Regions from separate parts of the Mus musculus genome. Here regions 1 and 3 are each linked to region 2. The links are chromatin contacts, called in public HiChIP or PLAC-seq maps. All regions are on one chromosome and are shown on one strand. Each heading gives the region's core, a stretch centred on a gene start, on an enhancer-like site or on the middle of the called end of the contact. The rest is flanking DNA. Distances are from core to core; before and after follow the strand shown.

Region 1 (2,700 bases), core at 12-2,511, 250 kb before region 2:
CTGAGGACTTGGACACACAGTCCTTGGAGCTTGCTGCAGCTGGTCAAGTCAAGCTAGTTAGCGAGTTCCAGGATCAGTGCCTCAAAAGCTAAGGTAAAGAGTGATTTTGAAAATCACTCAAGGGCTGGAGAGATGGCTCAGTGGTTAAGAGCACTGACTACTCTTCCGAAGGTCCTGAGTTCAAATCCCAGCAACCACATGGTGGCTCACAACCATCTATAATAAGATCTGATGCCCTCTTCTGGTGTGTCTGAAGACAGCTACATTGTGTTCACATATAATAAATAAATCTTTAAAAAAAAAAAAAAAAAAAAAAAACACTCAAAGTTGGCTTATGGCCTCTGTATGCATGTACACAGGTTCATGCATTTCTATGCGTGCATGCCCATGAACCTATATATACACGCACACACACACACACACACACACACACACACACCTGACATACTCTAACGACTTTTGTCCCTAGGCTACGACCCATTTCCACTCCTCTGGCTCCAAACACCCATACAGAGTGATGTTCGCCATGCCCTGCTCACCCAAAGCTCCCTGTCTGTGGGGCAGATTGCCTCGCCACTAGACTGGAGGTGCTAAGACCACACAGCCCATCACAGACATTCGCCTTCCAGACCATCACAATTCCACCCCACCAGCTTTCTTCCATGACTGGCGCTGCCCACAGTGGACCCCGGGAGCTGATCATCTCTGGGCCCCCCTCTTCACTAGTTTTCTGTGAGACTTGGACACCAAACCCAAGCACACACCAGACTTCCCCCTTTCTCTTCCCACCTTGCTAAATTAGTTAGGACAGGATTGTTTATTCAAAACCAAAGTCCACCAAAATGGGAAGGAGCTTAGGAAGAAGCCCCCACCAGTGCGTAAAGAACATTTTTCCAAAGGGCTCCGGAGTCAGAGCAGGAGCGGGGTACAGGGTATGACATCATCCCTATGGTTGGTGGTCTCCTGGAGAAAGTCAGGGCATGCTGACGGGATAATAAGTCCACTATCGACCTGCGACCCCCTGAGGAAAGAAACACAAGTTCGGGGGTGGGGGGAGCCCCAGGTGGCGGCGTTTGAACCAGCAGTGAGACCACCATCAGATCCAGTCTTATCCACCTAGAAATGCGCTTGTATGGAAAAGCAAACAGGCCCGGGCCGTGCCCTTTGGACCTTTGGCAATTCTCCTTAAGCCAGCTCCTCCTATAAATGGAGCACTTTTCAAAGGGCCAGGCAGTCTCATCAGTGCCTGCAGTGGATCAAGTACCTGCCTGAGCTCCGCCTCCGAAGACCCTGTAGAGCAAGCAGCAGGGGCTAGGCCCGTGGCCAGGCCACAGCCAGGAAGCCACCCCACCATCCATCCGCCATGGGCCCACGAAAGCCTGCCCTGCGGACGCCGTTACTGCTGCTGTTCCTGCTACTGTTCTTGGACACCAGCGTCTGGGCTCGTGAGTTAGGGTGGAAGCCTGGGAGAAAGCCAGCGTGGGGACAGAGCGCTGGGCTGTGCTACAGACCACCAGTTACATCCTGGGGTAGAAACTGGTGGCAGGCTGGCTATTAGGTAGCTTGGGCTAGGTGAGAGGGAAGGCAGCCGCAGGGTCCTAGGGAGGGGGCGGGGGGTGATGAAAAAAACAAGATCTAGCAGGCTCCTGGGTTCCGGGTGAGGGCACTGTACAGGGGAGTTAGAAAGAAGGCTCTGGATAGCTCTAAGATAATTTAGGTTGTGAGGGCTCCCTCCTGTCAGGCCATGGAACCCACTGGAAAACACAAGAAAGCCAAGGTTCTCCTTTTCTCTTACAGAAGATGAAGTCCTGGAAAACTTAAGCTTCAGCTGTCCAAGTAAGGCATTTTTCACTGGCCGCCTTGGTACTTCTCACCCTGACGCTCCTCTCCATCCACCCTCCTGTGCCCCCGTTCCTCCCACGTAGAACCCGTTTGCTTGCTCGGATTAGGAAGCACTGCTCAGACCCCTGCAAGTGAAGACTTTGAGTCTCTGTGCACCCAGACTCCTCCAACAAAGGATCTCTGCTCTTTGTGTATTGCCTTTCTTGTCTGTACCAAGACTTGGTTCTGAAGTGGGGTAGCGATGAGACTGTGGGCACTGTAGAGAGACATTGCTGTGCTGTTTATCGATGACTAATCACTGATTCAGAGTATGTGAGGATGAAGAAATGCCGACTTTAACCTTTGTGCAGAACACCAGACCCCTCCACCCCTTCCTATTTACTCTACCCTAGGGGTCAGAGGATCAGGCTTTGCCGCAATACCCAGCTTCCTCCGCAGAGCGCTAGGATTGGCCTCTCCTCTGATGGGGCAGCATCTCCATCTGGTGGCCATATGGCAGTACTACATCCGGGTTCCTAACCAGTTATTTTTCTCACAATCAAAAAATTCCTGTCATGGACAGTGGAATCTGCCAGAAGTTTCTTTTTATGGAGGGGGTTTCTAGAAGTCAACCAGACAGCCTTAACAGCTAACTTTGTGTCCGGTACTTCATAGGTTCTAGTCACGATAGCATTTTCAAACTGAGAAAACACTTAGCCCTGTCCCTTTGATAACTTAAAATTTCAAAGGCTCATCACATGGATTTCTGCAGTTCCATTTAATCGATGCTTGGCCCTCCCTTTCGTGGAATCCCAAATGATTAAACACCATTCTCAGCCAAGATGGTGGCGATGTTAAGTCTATAGAGACCAATGGTGT
Region 2 (2,700 bases), core at 94-2,593:
GTTTTATTAGTTCTTTGAGAATTTTATATAATGTGTTTTGATCATATTCTCCTCCCAGATCTCTCTCACCTCCCCATCCACTCCTAACTTCTTTCCCTCCCTTAATATCTAAGTCCAGTTTGTGCTGACCAGCGTGTGCTAGGTATTGGTCAACATTTCTCATTACTCTGTGTCAGGTTAGATCCCTTTCCTAGAGCTCACACTGCACTCTTGATATTCTCTCACTGTTGGTGAAGTGCTTCGGTTATTTCCTGAGACGTGCAGAGGAGCAATCTTGCAAATAGTGCAGCCTATCCAAGAGTTGTGTAAGGTTGGGGGTGTGGCATGGTGGTCTGAGTGTGTGTAACGTATGGAAGGAGAAAAAGACACTGTCTTGGACTCAGCATCTCTCTTTTTTTAAGATTTATTTATTATTATATGTAAGTTCACTATAGCTGTCTTCAGACACACCAGAAGAGGGCATCAGATTTCAAATTATGGATGGTTGTGAGCCACCATTCGGTTGCTGAGATTTGAACTCGGGACCTTTGGAAGAGCAGTCAGTGATCATAACTGCTGAGCCATCTCTCCAGCCCAAGATTCTTTTTGAAACTCGGTCTCATAGCATGTGATAAAATAAAAAATAGATGTACTCTACCAGCAGGGAGAGCTTGAAGTTATCAGCATATTGGGTGCTGCTCCATGTAGCAGAGGTTTGATGAAGATGGGGTACAGAAAATAATAGACTCACGATCATGGACTGGAAGCACAGTATCTTCCTGAAACTGGGAGGAGGGAAATTTGGCAACTGAAATGGACAAAATATGAAAGGATTTAAGAGGAAACTGAAATCATCCCTGCCCACCACATGGCTGTCTCCCATTAAGGGTTGAAGTTTCTTTCTGAGAGTGACTCTAGTGGAGAGTGGGGACAGTAGAATAGCCTATATACTGAATGAAAGGAATTAAATTAAAAAAATAAAAGTATATAAATTTTTCATCAGCTTCACAATGAAATGGCAGACATATTGGGAGTACAGCGTGAAAGGGCCCAAGATTCATGGGGAGTCCTCAGAGTTAGGGGTGCTTAGGCTGTTAGCCACTTCCAGCTAATGAAAGGACCTACGCTTCTAGTTCTTACAAGTAGTGCCTGCATGGGAATCAGCGCCTGAGGACACAGGTCCCTTTGCCCTGCCATTGACTTCTGATGCAGAAACGCTGGGGGTGTCACAGTCATGCGTAAAAGAGGAATTTGCTGCTTAAACTTAATGCAAATAAGTCCTTTTGGATTTGATAACTGTGATGAATTATGGGGCAGAGGTAGTGACTCAGCCCAGCTGGATTTCGCAATCACTTAACATGGGCATGACAAGAGGAGTGTCACTTAGGTATCCCGCTTCTCAGGGCATACATGAGTGGCTGAGAAGGGTTAGGATGGCATTGGCAAGTAAGTCCTAAGGTCTGTGAAGTAGCTGAGTGAGGTGCTGCCCACTGAATGCCCCACCTAGGGACTCGCTTCACTTACTGTCTCTTCTGTGTAGTCTGCAAAGACCAAAACAATCGCCTCTGCCACTGAGGTGTGTGAGGTGTTACAGAGTAGTGAGAGCTCTACTGAAAAGGTTCAAGGGGCAGAGAGCCCACAGGGAAGCTATGCTTCCTGTGTGCCGAGGAAGTAGAGGAAGCTGTTGCCAGGTGCACTGCAGATGGAGGGAAGTGGGACACATTCCTGGTCCCATGGTCTCTTTCCTCTGTGGCCTCAGTCATTTCTGTGAGATTCCAGAGACGCCTAGGCTTGTTGTGCTCCTTAGTTGGTGGCATTCCATTACCCTGTCTTTGGGAGCTCATCTACATGAACTGTCATGAAAGTTGGGGTGCGTGTTTACAGGGGAAGGCATCTGGAGTTCTGTGGCCTCTCCAGGTGTGCTATCTTCAGCAGCCTCCTTGTGTTGCACTGTGTGTTGCTCTCTAAACGCTGTCCATCCGTGGTTGTATAGAACCTTCATTTTCAGAAGGTTGCTAAGAACAAGGGTAAAGAGGTCAGACCTGCCCAGTCCTCCGAGATAGGCGCAGTGAAATATGAAGATGGTGGTAAGTGGACCCCAGCACCACACCAGCTGAGAGGAGAGAACCTTCCCTACACAGAGGTAGATAAATTTGGTGGAGAAATGGTCAGCGTGGTGGCACATGACTATGATCCCAGCACTTGACAGGCTGAGCCAAGAGGATTGCTTGGAGTTCGAGGACAGCCCTGGATTCATGGTAAATACCAGGCCAGGATGTTCTAGAGTGTGAGAAACCCTGACTTAAAGGTGAAAGAGAGGGTAAATACAAAGCCAAGTAGACATTAATGGAAAGAGACTAGTGTCACTATGTGTAAAGACTGTATATCGAGGGTAGGCATTCTGATTCAGTGTTTCATGGTCAGTATGTTTAAAATTGTACCTATATTATTACTAAATACACTCCTGACAAACTGTAAGTTCCAATTTTACTCCAAGATGAGTATGTGACTCATTCAGCTTATAAACATGATAAGTAAAATCTATTTGTAATGTTAAATGAATCCTGTCATCTACAGTCACCTCTGTTTAGTCATAATGTACATAATGTACTTTTTAAAACATCTTAATGGATCCAATTTGCTAGCCTTTAGATTCGAATTTTTCATGTGTATTCATTGGAATACTGACTTGTAGTTCTGTTTTTCTAGAAGTCACATCTG
Region 3 (2,754 bases), core at 22-2,521, 130 kb before region 2:
TCCAATAGCCAATGGAGGTTCTCCAGGAATGATGAGATAGATATTTATTTGGGGGTGGGGGAGCATAAAGAATAGATATTACAGCAGGAATTCTCAAAGAAAGCAGGCTTCAGACAGATCCTGAGATCAGATATATCCTGCATGATCCATTTAGGCCAGGTCCTAGAGCTCCCACAATTCCCAGGGGTTCTAAGCATAGGTTGGGGCCTAAGACCAAGAAGAAGGAAAGAATGAAGTATGTCCTCTTAGAGCTTGACAAACGCTGTGGACTCCTTAGAAGTGACCTAGCAGTGCTTTGTCCTACAGTCCCTGTCCTGGAGAAAGCCCAGTCTCCCAAGGAATACAGCCATAATATCCCTGCACCTAGAAGCAGTTCCTTACCCAGATACAGCTTCCCCTGCCTCAAACACCAGAGTGTGCTCATAAACTTTGCTCTGCTCTGCCCATTTTTGCTCAAATTCTGTGTAGTCAGCTTCACAAAGGCACTTTGTGGCACAATTTAACAAGACTGTCAGATTTTAGCTTAGTTATTTTCTTTTTTCCAAAACTTCTTAGGCACCCATTATGCTGTTTCTTTGAGGATGTTCAGACCATCCAATTTATCCTTCCATTCCACAGACTTTTCTTTAATTATCAGGGATATACAGCAATTAATGGAATATGAAGAACAATGTTGTCTCGGAGGAGGGGGGCCACAACAAGATCGTTAATGAGAACTTTGTAAAAGTCACATGTTAGGCAAGCTGAAAGGGGCATGATGATCCTTACCAGGCCCCCAGTCCCTGGAATCCGAATCACAAGGGCTCACACCCTTTGCTGACATACACACCCTGCCCACAGGAGGCTGAGGAGAAAAGGAAGCACCAATTCCTAGGAACCCTGGGAAAACTGCCACACAGCCCTCACTGGAGTTGTTTCTCAACTGCCTGACAGAGGATTCCAGAGCTGGCAAGAGGCAGGGCACCTCTGATTTCCTTCCATCCTTCCATTCTACAACCCATTGGTCTTGCTGTATCCAGGGATTCCCTGAAGAACATAAGGGATACTTTGGGATTTCAACTCCACAGTCCTTTTAAGTGGGTTCCATGGGGTCTGGGCAACCGAAAGGACCAACAGCACTTCCTTCTCAGGTTCTGGGTTGCAAAAGGTGAAGAGAACCATACGAATTCTACAGTTCATGTTTCACTTTAGATTAGAAGAAAAACCGCAGAAAAATAAGCCGTGTCAATCATCCCTGCTGTGTAAACAAGTGGTTAATAAGTCATGAGACAGTTTGCACTTTTTTTTTTTTTTCCTGGAATGGCCAGTGACAATGCGCCAAAGCCAAACCTTCTCTTTCATAGCTATTTGAAAAAAAGAACAAGGAAAGCTTTTGTGTCCCCTCTGGGAGCTGCAATAGCCAGTCCCTAGCTCCCTGAACAGCCTAGCTGGGTAATAAGCCTGTGGCTGGGCATCCTAGAGCTGGCTCTGGAGTCCAGCAACTGCCTGCAGTAGGCTGGGGTAAAGGCCCAAGAGTCCTGGCTCCCCTAAGGCTTCTTAGGGGAGTCCTTAGAGGCAGGACTAGAGTTGCCTCTTGAGAGTGTTATCAGCTCAGAAGGCACCTCTGTGATGAGAAAAAGGCAGGCTTATCATCACTGGGGTGAAACGGCACCTTGGCAGGAAGTCAAAGTCTTGTGAAAATTAGAAAAAGGTGCCTGTGCCTCCAGATCATTTGTCTCCAAACCTCATCTGTCAAGGTCAATGATTTGGGCTTTGCAGACAATGAGAGCCCTCTCACAGCGACTCAATGTTCTGTTATAACAGAAAGCAAAGGCAGCCACAAACAGGAAACGGGATAACATGTTCCAAAACGACTTTAGTCTGTAGAGATAGTAGACCTGGGCATAACATGTTCCAAAATGACTTTAGTCTGTAGAGATAGTAGACCTGGGCATAACATGTTCCAAAATGACTTTAGTCTGTAGAGATAGTAGACCTGGGCATAACATGTTCCAAAATGACTTTATTTAATCTATAGAGATAGTAGACCTGGGCATAACATGTTCCAAAACGGCTTTAATCTATAGAGATAGTAGACCTGGGCATAACATGTTCCAAAACGGCTTTAATCTGTAGAGATAGTAGACCTGATTTGACTCATGAACCATAGGTTGCCTGCCCCTGCTTTGAAAAGATGCAGTTCATAGCCAGGGCTGGCACATGGAACAAAGGCGAATGGCCATCCTTCCTTACCCTTAGACTGATCCCACAGCCCTATCGATGGTGGCGGTCCTGCCCTCAAACGCCCAGAGTGCCAGTGACTACAAAGGACAGTTCTTTGGGCCTGGGATGGAAACCCCAGGGATCCTCAGCATCCTTTATGCATAATTTGTTTTCAGTTGTTGTTCTGACTCTCCAGTCCTGGAGTTGTGCCATCAGAAGGCCAGTCCTACAAACTGAAAGCCATCTCCCATGCCACTGAGTAAGCCCAAACTTGTAAACTGCACTAAGCCCAGGTTGTAAGCCAGACTCCTGTTACTTGAGAGTCAAGGAGAAGGTCTGTGAAGACAGGAAATCCAGGGGAGCCAAATCCCAGCGCTTCTGAGATGAGAAAAGCCATCTGTCTCCTGGGGCCTTTTCTTTTGGGCAAGATGCCTATTAACCAACAAATGATTAATTGGAGGGGAAGATGAAGAAAGAACAGTTATTTCTGGACATTTTTCAATTTTTCCCCATAAACAGTCATCCAATTATAATTAAAATACAGTGGTGGTT

The links. HiChIP or PLAC-seq counts read pairs in DNA pulled down with a chosen protein or histone mark.
Region 1: a FOXA1 HiChIP or PLAC-seq map of pancreatic cancer cells shows a contact between it and region 2. The contact joins the promoter of Apob here to the enhancer-like site in region 2. A contact is called at or near these places in 10 of 39 promoter capture datasets (the 3T3-L1 cell line, 3T3-L1-derived adipocytes, the HPC-7 cell line and 4 more), 9 of 484 Hi-C or Micro-C datasets (the G1E-ER4 cell line, the HPC-5 cell line, bone marrow-derived macrophages and 6 more), 1 of 115 datasets of contacts at active chromatin or transcription factors (pancreatic cancer cells) and 3 of 9 other capture datasets (adipose tissue, embryonic stem cells and pancreatic islet).
Region 3: an HNF4G HiChIP or PLAC-seq map of pancreatic cancer cells shows a contact between it and region 2. The contact joins two enhancer-like sites. A contact is called at or near these places in 4 of 484 Hi-C or Micro-C datasets (the HL-1 cell line, embryonic fibroblasts, liver and 1 more), 2 of 115 datasets of contacts at active chromatin or transcription factors (embryonic stem cells and pancreatic cancer cells) and 3 of 9 other capture datasets (adipose tissue, embryonic stem cells and pancreatic islet).

What each region holds. Positions count from the first base shown.
Region 1 is chr12:7,976,416-7,979,115 of GRCm38.p6, forward strand. Apob (apolipoprotein B) reads left to right here and starts at 1,262. Exons shown (of 29, transcript NM_009693.2): 1 at 1,262-1,445; 2 at 1,798-1,836. The coding sequence starts at 1,364.
Region 2 is chr12:8,221,903-8,224,602 of GRCm38.p6, forward strand. The region is part of intron 2 of Ldah (lipid droplet associated hydrolase); the gene reads left to right. Among named protein-coding and RNA genes, the nearest start is that of Gm33037, 15 kb to the left of the region's middle. Within about 2 kb of position 1,344, at least 19 of the 459 cell types and tissues checked have an H3K27ac peak or open chromatin away from gene starts, as enhancers often do. A contact at or near this core is called in the HL-1 cell line and pancreatic cancer cells, where this site is marked.
Region 3 is chr12:8,088,825-8,091,578 of GRCm38.p6, forward strand. All of the region lies in intron 1 of Gm33037 (a long non-coding RNA gene), which reads right to left. Among named protein-coding and RNA genes, the nearest start is that of Apob, 110 kb to the left of the region's middle. Within about 2 kb of position 1,272, at least 49 of the 459 cell types and tissues checked have an H3K27ac peak or open chromatin away from gene starts, as enhancers often do. A contact at or near this core is called in the HL-1 cell line and pancreatic cancer cells, where this site is marked.